2 separate regions of the Mus musculus genome follow, and region 1 is linked to region 2. Evidence: chromatin contacts called from public Hi-C data. All regions are on one chromosome and are shown on one strand. Each heading gives the region's core, a stretch centred on a gene start, on an enhancer-like site or on the middle of the called end of the contact. The rest is flanking DNA. Distances are from core to core; before and after follow the strand shown. Region 1 overlaps Kidins220 (kinase D-interacting substrate 220). Region 2 holds the start of Rrm2 (ribonucleotide reductase M2).

Evidence for each region. A called contact is a pair of places that touch in the nucleus more often than the background predicts.
Region 1: a contact with region 2 is called in a Hi-C map of cortical neurons, with 3 times the contacts expected there. The contact joins the enhancer-like site here to the promoter of Rrm2 in region 2. A contact is called at or near these places in 2 of 39 promoter capture datasets (embryonic stem cells and maxillary cranial neural crest), 1 of 15 datasets of contacts at CTCF or cohesin (embryonic stem cells), 2 of 484 Hi-C or Micro-C datasets (cortical neurons and embryonic stem cells), 5 of 115 datasets of contacts at active chromatin or transcription factors (embryonic stem cells, extraembryonic endoderm stem cells, fetal liver and 1 more) and 3 of 9 other capture datasets (adipose tissue, embryonic stem cells and pancreatic islet).

What each region holds. Positions count from the first base shown.
Region 1 is chr12:25,017,954-25,023,190 of GRCm38.p6, forward strand. All of the region lies in intron 22 of Kidins220 (kinase D-interacting substrate 220), which reads left to right. Among named protein-coding and RNA genes, the nearest start is that of Gm36236, 45 kb to the left of the region's middle. Within about 2 kb of position 3,293, at least 10 of the 459 cell types and tissues checked have an H3K27ac peak or open chromatin away from gene starts, as enhancers often do. A contact at or near this core is called in cortical neurons, where this site is marked.
Region 2 is chr12:24,705,380-24,710,603 of GRCm38.p6, forward strand. It overlaps Rrm2 (ribonucleotide reductase M2), which reads left to right and starts at 2,875. Exons shown (of 10, transcript NM_009104.2): 1 at 2,875-3,066; 2 at 3,181-3,255; 3 at 3,560-3,706; 4 at 3,946-4,062; 5 at 4,978-5,111. The coding sequence starts at 2,968.

The DNA.
Region 1 (5,237 bases), core at 2,043-4,542, 310 kb after region 2:
TTTAGAATGGCGCTAGAATAGTTCCTGGCGAGGAAGCTTGAGGTTCTGAGTGTTCATAACTCCCCAAGTCACGCAGTCTCATGTGGCAGAGCTGGCGTCTTCATCTGGGTCGCTCCGATCTGTATGGCACTCATTGTAAGCACTGCAGCGCTAACTCCATTCTCACAATTCCGAGAGAGGTACTGTTATCCTCATTTTTCACATTAGAAAACAGACACCAGTGAAGACAAGTCACTTGCTAAAAGGCCAGTGTATGATAGAGCTGGGATTTAAAGTGAGGCTCCACAACCTCACTCAGGTGTGTGTCAGAAGGACTCCTTTCATTGCGTCCACATGACATGGACCCTTTCCTAGGCTGGGGTCCTACCAGAAACATACTGAAGTTTGTCATGGAGTCAAAGGGCTGGAGTTTCTAATGGAAACATGGGCTGCAATGTTGACATTTTCTGTTTCCTATTTCTTTAGGAACATTGCAAACTACTGTAGTTTTTGTATGAGGTTTCCTGTGGATTGTTTATTAATTGTAACAAATTTACAAACAGATAACTGCTATTTTTTTCTATAAGTTGTCTTTGCCATCATAAAAACATGAGTTTTCTGTTAAATAAACTGTTAGTTACTGCCTCTCCAGTCTGTCCGTCTCGGTCTCTCTTTGTCTGTGTCTGTCTCTGTCTCTTCATTTTTTGACAGAGTAGCCATGCTAGTCCTCGGTTGGGCGTGGAATGGGATTCACACTAGCCCCTTTCCTGCTGTGACTGAGAGTCCATGGATCAGAGACACTATGGCCAACAATTCAAGAAGTGTATGTAGAGTCTGCACAATCTATGACAAGGTTGGGGAGAGTGATAAAAGTCCCTAGGCAATAGAAGTAGAAGAAATATAAAATAAAACAGATTTAAAAGACATTTCAAGACTCTGAGTCAGGTCTGTGTGACAGCAGTTGTCAGGTCCCTGTAGCTCTGCTGGATGCTGCACTGTTGTTGTTTGGGTATGTGTCTCCCTGAAACCTGTTCTTGTTGCTTTTCTTATTTTTGTGCTCCTGGGTGTCGAAGTCAGAGTCTTATGCATGTGTCTTAGCGCATTCTACTGCTACTCCACACCAGCCCAACTTGTTTTTCTTAAGAAGCCAAGATTAGTAGGTATTTTGGTGCTTAGATGCTTTCTTTCAGTTTCTTTTGTTCAACCTGGTTGATTTCTTCATTAGCATATACTGAGTGTAATTTTTCTCACTGAGAGCCGGAGCTTATGCCATTTGTGTTCTTATATGGTATAGGGGCTGGTTGGGTGAACAGAGGGAGAGATAAAAAGCATGCCATGTTCTTGAAGTATGTACATGTTTAATTTTCTTCCCTATTTAAGCAATTTTGCAAGAATAAGAATAGTACAAACAACACCACATCCCCATCCTTCCTTCAGACTCATCTGTTACTGTTGACTTCATTGCTTCATCAGTTCCAATCATGTGGCCTTCCGAGTCTTGTTCTCTCTTTATGTTTATAGATCTATACCAACACAAACATAGTTTTTCCAAACTCTGTGTGGGAAATTACACATACCATATCATTTGCCCCTAAATGCTTGATCTTTCAGGACTTATATATAGCCTGATTGAAAATAAAGCATAGCTGGACATGGTGGTGCACGCCTTTAATCCCAGCATTTGGGAGGCAGAGGCAGGCGGATTTCTGAGTTCGAGGCCAGCCTGGTCTACAGGGTGAGTTCCAGGACAGCCAGGGCTATACAGAGAAACCCTGTCTCGAAAATAACCAAAAAAAAAAAAAAAAAAAAGAAAAGAAAGTAAAGCAAAGCATGCATATTTGGAACAAATAGACAGGGAAGGAAAGATGGCTTAAAAAATTAGCCAGCTAAGTCATTTTCTGGGCAGAAGGAGACTTTTTAGTCTACTGCTCTTTGGTGAGAGACAATTGCTTGGTGTTTTATTTCTTATGCTTTTTTTAGGGAAGAAAGATTTATTTTGGTTCATGGTTGTAGTCTGTTGTGTTGTGAGAGCATAAAGGACTAGAAACTCACGGGATGCCAGCCAGAAGACAGAGAGAATGTCAGTGTTTGCAGGCTTGCTTCTCTTCCCACTTTTTATTCTGCCTGCACCTGCAGCCTGTAGGGGATGCTGCTGCCTGTATGGGTGTCCAGCCCTTGTGAACCTGGTATTTAGCAAGTCTCTAAGCCATTACCTTCCATTTCCACCCCTCAAAGGCCTGGCTCATCATGCAAAATGCGTTCAATTCATCTGTCCTTAACCTTAACAGTTCCAGTATTGTTCAGTAGTTGAAGTTAAGTATGTCTTTCGAGACACGAGACAAACTCTTAGCTGTGAACCCTTGCAATATCAAAAAGAAAATGACCTATTTCCAGATTACAGTGGCACAGAGTAAAGATTTCCCTTCCCAAAGCAAGGGAAGGGCTTAGAACACAGGGATAGGACAAAACCAAAGCCCAGAAGGGCAGACATTAGATTCTGTAGATCTGGTTCAGGCATCTGCTGTCTTTTTGTTTTGTTTTGTTTGTTTGTTTGTTTTTGAGACAGGGTTTCTCTGTATAGCCCTGGCTGTCCTGGAACTCACTTTGTAGACCAGGCTGGCCTCGAACTCATAAATCCGCCTGCCTCTGCCTCCCAAGTGCTGGGATTAAAGGTGTGCACCACCACACCCAGCCGCATCTGCTGTCTTGATGTGAGAAGCCAACAGGCGTAGGATTCTTGTCTCTATAGCTTTGAAAACGTCGCCCAGTGGCCTTTCTTGGGATTGCTTGGTTTATTGCCTGCAGCTTCCCTCAAGCTATGTCCCAGGTAGCAGGAGCATTTAACTTCCTTAGCTGCTTTTGTGTCTTTAGCTCTACATTCATGATTGATGCATTGTTTCCTGCATTCACACCAACCCTGCCATACTTTGCCTGTCTTCCTAGGGTTTTCTGAAAAAATCTCATGCTTAGTGTCCTTGACCCTGTAACATTTACATTCTGCATGTCTGCAAACCCAGTGTCAGATCAGATAGGTGACACTGAAACTAAGTTAACTAAGTGAGCCCGCAGCCCCATGCTCAGTGCTCACTGCCCTTGTTCCCATCCACATTCCGGTGCCTCGAGTTCCTCCTGGAATAGCCCACCAGCTCTACTTAGGGCATCCTGGAGCCTCTCCAGCTTACAGCCCCAGCTTCTCCAGCTTCTCCCTGCAGACCTGGCCTCAGGTTTCTTACGGATGGCCAGAGCAGTCTCTCTACTTGTCTCGCACTCACTCTCTGTGTGTGTTAGACTTTCAGTGTGGCGACTGCAGCTAAGGACAGAATGGTTATATTTAGCTCATGCTTTCAAAGGTTTGCTGTGCTGAGGAAAGCCTGGGTGAGCAGAGCTGCTTTCATTGTGGCAGACAAGAAGCAGAGAAAGAATTGCTCATCGGGGCTGGTGAGATGGCTCAGTGGGTAAGAGCACCTGACTGCTCTACCGAAGGTCCAGAGTTCAAATCCCAGCAACCACATGGTGGCTCACAACCATCCGTAACGAGATCTGATTCCCTCTTCTGGAGTGTCTGAAGACAGCTACAATGTACTTCCATATAATAAATAAATAAATCTTAAAAAAAAAAAAAAAGAATTGCTCATGCTTTGCTGGAAATTTAAAGTTTGCATTGTATACAGATCGCATCATCTGAATCTCATAGGTAGTTCTGAAATTTTTTTCAATTTTCAATTGAAATATGTCTTGTAGGCAAGAAAGATTCTTAAATTGAGATGTGGTGACACATGCTTTTAATCCCAGTGCTTAGGAGGCAGAGGCAGAGGCAGATGGATCTCTGTGAGTTCGAGGCCAACATGATCTACAGAGAAACCCTGTCTCTGGGTAGGGCTGGGGGAGGGGAGAGAGGAACACTTGCATGCTGTTTAAAGATAATAGCAATTATTGTACCCTTTTATGAAGAAAATAAAATATTGTAAAATAATTATTTGGGGGGTGGGAAATGTTTTTTTTAAATCATAATGAATATAAATTATAGTGAATTTTTATAGGGGAATATTTTATTTTGATCGTATCAATATAGGATAATTTATATTAGAGGCAAAATGAGACCATGTCAACTTTCTTTTGTGATTTAGCCAACCTATCACTTTAGCCCTCAGCCCTGCTGGTCTTGCTGTCTGAGAGGAGACTGATGTAGCGTGACTCTGAGGTGCTTGTCTTTTTAACTATGCCTTATATGCCTATAAATACTTACAGAGGACATTTGTAGTTATCCAGCAAAGAGAAAGAGATAGTGTAGAAAGCAATCTGAAAATCATAAGGGATTTTATTTAAAATACATAAAATAATTGGCAACGAACAACTGTAGGAAGACAGTTTGCTCAGCTTATTGAGAACCCGTCTTTTACTTTAGCAATTTAGATGTCTGTTTGCATTTACCCATACTCAGTTCTTTGGTGCTTGTCATTTGAATAATAAAAAGTTTTATTTACAGCTGACAAAAAGCAGCAGTATATAATTGATATTCATTTGTTTTATTAAAGAAATCTGATTTGGTAAAAACAATCGGAAAATAGTATTTTTAACGCTAGTAGTAAAATTTATTTTTTTAATCCATAAAAAGCCTCATTTATTTTTATAGCAATTTGATGACACATCTGCTTGCTTTATTCAGCTGAAAAAGAAAATGTTGGTTCTTGGTGTTTGGTAAAATTGCTTTGTTAAATTATTTTCTAAATTGTTCAACTTTTAACAAATGACATTTGATACTAACACTGGAAAGCAATTTCAGCTAATTAAGTAGATCCCTCTATAAACCATTGGAACATTAAGATGACATACTGTTCATTCAAGATTATTTTAATTGGTACAATTATTGTAATTTTCTTGCAATTATGTGTTGAGCTAAAAGCTTTTGTCTAGATCATTTGAGGGTTTTTTTGTTAACATACATTTAGTAAGAAGAAAGAAAGTTAAATAAAAACTGTAGATAAAGATTTTCTGTCTACCTTTTAGTGCAGCATTTTAGACAATCATTGAAGTGTTTTAGTATAAAAGTTTATTTCTGGTATTTTAGACACTTAAAGCAATGATAGAGACTTTGAAAAGATCAATTCAAATAGTTTTCATGAAGATAATACTTTAAATTTCTGTTTTGACATTGCTCAAGCCATGATTTTCTCAAGAAGATATGGTCAGCAGAACTTTGTGTGAGAGGCAGCATGCTTTTGATAGTCTTGGATTCTTAAAATGAATTGAATGGGTTT
Region 2 (5,224 bases), core at 1,625-4,124:
TGTTTTGTTTTGTTTTTTTTTAAGAAAAAAAAAAAAAAGCAAATTGTAGATGATACCTTCTCACTACTCAGCGTTTGAACAGCTGACCCTAAAACTAAAGCTGTTCTCTAACATCCCAGCGCCGTATTTATACCTAACTAACGTTTCTCAGTATCATATAATACTATTCAGTTGTGAAAGGAATGCAAGTTGCCAAGATCAAACTGGGGCTGCTTGTGTCAGCCCTAACCAGTCAATAAAGCCAGGAGGTTAAGAAGGAAGGGCTGGGGCTGGTACAGCGAGTGCCGCCAGAACCACAGAGGCTTGCACAGAGAGCACCCCTGCAAGCACGTCCGCCCCACGTGTTCAGCCTTGGACTGTTAGTCACTCTGGCCATGGATCGTTATCTTAATAATGTGTGGTGGTGCCCTAGGAAAATGATGTTGGGTCTCCTGGAACTACAATTTTGGATGGTTGTGAGCCATCAAGTGGGTGATAGGAACCTTTGAGGGAGCAAGTTTTTCTCAACTACCCAAGCCAACTATTCTGCTTCCTAAATTCTTTCTTATTTATTGATTTATTTGGAGGCCAAGTCTCATTATACAGCCTCAGATGACCTGGAGCTCACTATGTAGACCAGGCTGGCCTCCAAATCATGACTTGCTTCTGCCTGCTAGTGCTGAGTCGAGAGGCGTGGCGCCTGCTGTTTACTCTTTCTGTACGCTGGGAACATTCCTAATTGCTGGGATTAAGAGCAAGTGCCACCACCTCGGGCACAGGTCACTTTCAAGTACTGGGAAGAAAGCAATGAATTTCGCACATGTGTAGAAGGGAGTGAAGCAACTGCAAGTTGGAGACAGCAAATGGACACTGGTGGGCGAACCCTGGGGAGTTCTCTTTTCCTTGCTTTCTTTTTTATATTTTTTGGGATATATGTAGTCCTGGCTGTCCTGGAACTCATTTATATAGACCAGGGTGGCCTCAAACTCAAAAGATCTGCCAGCTTCTGCCTCACAGATGCTAAGATTAAAGACCAGGGCCATCATGCCCTGCTCGGTTTTTCCGTATGTTGGGAACATTACTAATAAAAAGGTGCGAGTGTCTGACAAGATGTCTCAGCAGCCAACCCTAACCTCATAAATTCCACCCCTGTGACCCCACAGAATACAAGAGAACCAACTTCCATAAGTGGGCCTCTGACCTTCGCACTACACCCTCGTCTCACACAAAATTAATTTAAAAAGAAGAAAGAAAAGGAGTTAGCAAGGGTCTAAAGTTGTGGGACCTTGGGTAGTTTCCAGGTCCCTCAGGCCTTTACTTCAGTTACCTATAAAACAGGCCTAAAAATACCCGTTTTCCCTTTCCATCTGGATTAAACATGTATATGATGATCAAGCTGTACAGGGACTGTGAGTGCTGACAGCTGAGAGGATTTGGCGGGGAAACGCTGGATGCCTGCGGGGACTCGGTTTCCACATCTAAGGTCACCTGAAAGCGGACTTGCCCTTGAGTGACCGCAGCGCGCGCGGGCCGGTGGGGCTGGGAATCTTGAAGTTGAACCAACCAATCACAGAGCAGAGGTTAAAAACCGCGCCAGAAGCAAAAGCGCTCAGCTCCTGACAGGTCCCGGTACAGGGGAACCTAGGCGGGGCTGCCCACTAAGCTCAGCCTGCTTGGCGGGAGGAAGAGGCGTTTGGAGGAGGTTGTGAGCAGGGAGAAGAGAATGGCGGCGACCTTCTCCTTCCCTCAGTGGTCGAGTGTTATTTTAGTAGCCAGACCTCATTTGTACTGAGTACACCAGGAGCTAGAGGAGCCAAAGGCAAACCCCTCGGATAACGGAGGAATGGAATGTGAATTAGAAATTATATGTTAAAAAAAAGAACTGACAATTTTGCTAGAGGTGATTTAAAATATTTATCGATATGGCCCAGTTAGCTTAGCATGGAAGAAGTCCTGGGTTTTGTCCCCAGCATCAATAAATTGTGCAGCGGTGGATGCCGCCTGCTTTAACTTTGAGCTGCCACATGGTGTTCAGAGATTTTTTACAGCATCTACAGTGAGAGAACTTAGGACACAAGCAGAGGGGAGCCTCCCCTCGTCCTCTTTTAAAATATTTGACCTGGGAGAGTCAGTGGAGCCTTCCCAGGTTCCACGTTTTTCCCCGGGATCTCAGTGTCCCATCTCAGCGCTTTATCTCTGGTATCTTGGACCCCGTAGGGCAAATCAGAAAGATGGAAACTTGAGTTCTTGTCTCCACCCTCACCACAGGAATTTGCAGATTCGTCTTTAGACTACTGGACGCCCAGAGTCGTAAAATGAATGTATGACTCGTCACCATCCTGTGAGCTTCCTGGAATTTGTAATCGTCTGGCAGCTTTTAAACTAATTGGGACAGAGGGGACAGGGGTCTGACAGGAGGGGCAGGGTAGAAAAGGAACCCAAGGCTGCATCCGTACCCCTTCATGAGTTTGAAGACAGCTTTTTAGGGAACCCTAGTTTGAGGACCCCCTTAATCCCACAAGGCCGGTGCGATTGCTCGGGACCCCGAATCTCTTTAAGAAACCAGGGTCCCCCGCACCCCTCTACTTGGGACATGAAGACAGTCAAGGCGACGTGTCCCAGAGGCCAGCAGCGTCACTCCACCCTTGGCACCAACCTCAGCGGCAACGCCCGCCCGGCGACCCCCTGCGCGCTCAATCCCCAAGGCTCTCGCAATCCTAACCGGTTCCGGCCCCGCGAGCGCCCGCGCACCCGGCCGGCGCAGGCTCCTTAAAGGTCTTTGTGCGGAAGGCCTGCGGCGCAACTCAAATCTCCCGCGCTGGGCGGCGAGCGGGGTCAGCGGCGTCCAATGGGAGGCGAGGCCACGCCCCCTCGGAGCGCGCGGTTGGGTGGCTCTTTAAAGGGCGCGGGCGCTGGCAGTCGGCGGTGCACCGGATTCCAGCTGTTTTCGCCTGCTCCTCGCCGTCTCCGCCGCTGCCCTCGTTCGCCATGCTCTCCGTCCGCACCCCGCTCGCCACCATCGCTGACCAGCAGCAGCTGCAGTTGTCGCCGCTGAAGCGACTCACCCTGGCTGACAAGGAGAACACGGTGAGGGCGGCCCAGGTGCCGGCTGGGTTGGATGTGCACTGGCAGGTCGTGGGTTCCCGGACCCGGGAGGGTGGAGGGTGCCTACCGCCATTCACCACGCGTGTCCCCCTACAGCCCCCGACTCTCAGCAGCACCCGCGTCCTGGCCAGCAAAGCTGCGAGGAGAATCTTCCAGGACTCCGCCGAGCTGGTGAGTGGCCCGTGTGGGGCTGAGGTGGGTCGCTTAGGCTCCCAGTAGAGGGCGCCCGCTCGTTGGCGCTAAATCTGCATTGTCCCAGCTGAATTATTTGACTCTTCTTTCCCGCCAAAGTGTCTCCTCAGAATGTCCTACTCGGGTCGGCCTATGGTAATAGTAGAGTGCAGCGTGACAGCTAAGCACACGAGATTACCAATCGTTGAAAGTACTCGATCTGATGAGACACTGGCTAGCAGTTTCCTGCGGTTCGGTTGGCATTTGGGGGTTGGTTCACTTGGCACTCTCTCTCATCCAACAGGAAAGTAAAGCGCCTACTAACCCCAGCGTTGAGGATGAGCCGTTACTGAGAGAAAACCCCCGCCGCTTCGTTGTCTTTCCCATCGAGTACCATGATATCTGGCAGATGTACAAGAAAGCCGAGGCCTCCTTTTGGACTGCCGAGGAGGTAATCGTTCAGGACTTGCTGTGTGTCAGAAGGCTCCCGCATGGCCGTCACAACTTTTTGCCCTTGGGAATGGTAGCTCACTGAGATATTGGGTGTTCCCTGAAACAAAGGGAATAATGGATGTGAAGAATTCGGTAATGAGATGGTTTGGGGGACTTCAGTTTTAAAGTGTGTGTGTATGAGAGAGAGAAAGAGAGAGAGACCTACAGACCTGCTAATCGTGAACTTCTAAACTTCAGGTGGACCTTTCCAAGGATATTCAGCACTGGGAAGCTCTGAAACCCGATGAGAGACATTTTATATCTCACGTTCTGGCTTTCTTTGCAGCGAGTGATGGCATAGTCAATGAGAACTTGGTGAGTTGGCATGAAATACCCATAATTCACTTAGATCCAGAACTGGTTCCTGGCTCTCTATCTTTTGCCCTGAAGCGGGGCTGGAGGGATAGATGACTGACTCCAGTCTCCGCTCTGGTTAACACACTTCCTGCTTGGGCGGAAGACCCAGGTTCTGTTATGAGTTACCCCTGTTGGACTGCTTCCCATCTGCTGGTGAGCTCCTCTCACCAAGGCAACTCTGACCTTGGGCACTTGCCTATACATGCACGGACCCATTCCCAGGCAAGCACAAGCAAAACAAACTTTTTAAGAGCTATGAATGTTATGTTAACGTTCATCATGTTAGTCTTTCCCTCTGCTAAGGAGCAGTAGTGAGTTTTTCTCTTTGTACCTACATGCTTAACTTTTTGTGGATTTCTATAAGACTTTGGTTGTATACTTCTTAACTCTAAGTGGGTCCTTGGAATGAACTGAAACAGAATTAGGGAATAACAGTGTTAAAAGAAACCCTGTGGGGCCTGGTGTGTGCCACAGAGGTTAGGAGCACATGATAGTTTTGTTAAAATAAATGGCAAACTAGGAGTTATGTGTTTCCTAATTGGTAAATTGAGCGTATGACGTGAAATAATGAGCTTGCTTGCAAATCATGAAGAACTAATAAAAATATAGGATTAAACTGTATTAAATATATACCTGGGTTTTTTGTTTTGTTTTACTTACATTTTTGAAGCAAGGTCTCACAGTAATCCTGGCTGGCCTAGAATAGAATTCAGTAAGTACACCAAAATGGCCTCTTACTCAGATTCCCCCTTCACTGTTGCTGCAGGCCTAGGAACAATCCCAGCAGGCCGGGCCACTCTACTGGTAGTGTGGAGAAAGTGAAGCAACCAGTAGTTCTTCAAATTTAACTTTGGCTCATTTTACTACCACTAGGTGGAGCGATTTAGCCAAGAAGTTCAAGTTACAGAGGCCCGCTGTTTCTATGGCTTCCAAATTGCCATGGAAAACATACACTCTGAAATGTACAGTCTCCTTATTGACACTTACATTAAAGATCCCAAGGAAAGGTGAGTATCCACACACTCTGCCAAGGTGCCTGGGACTCACTCACTGCTTTATTTCCAGTATTTTTGCTCATAAAGGGGAAATGAGCAGAATGACAAGCGGACTGTCAGTAGAT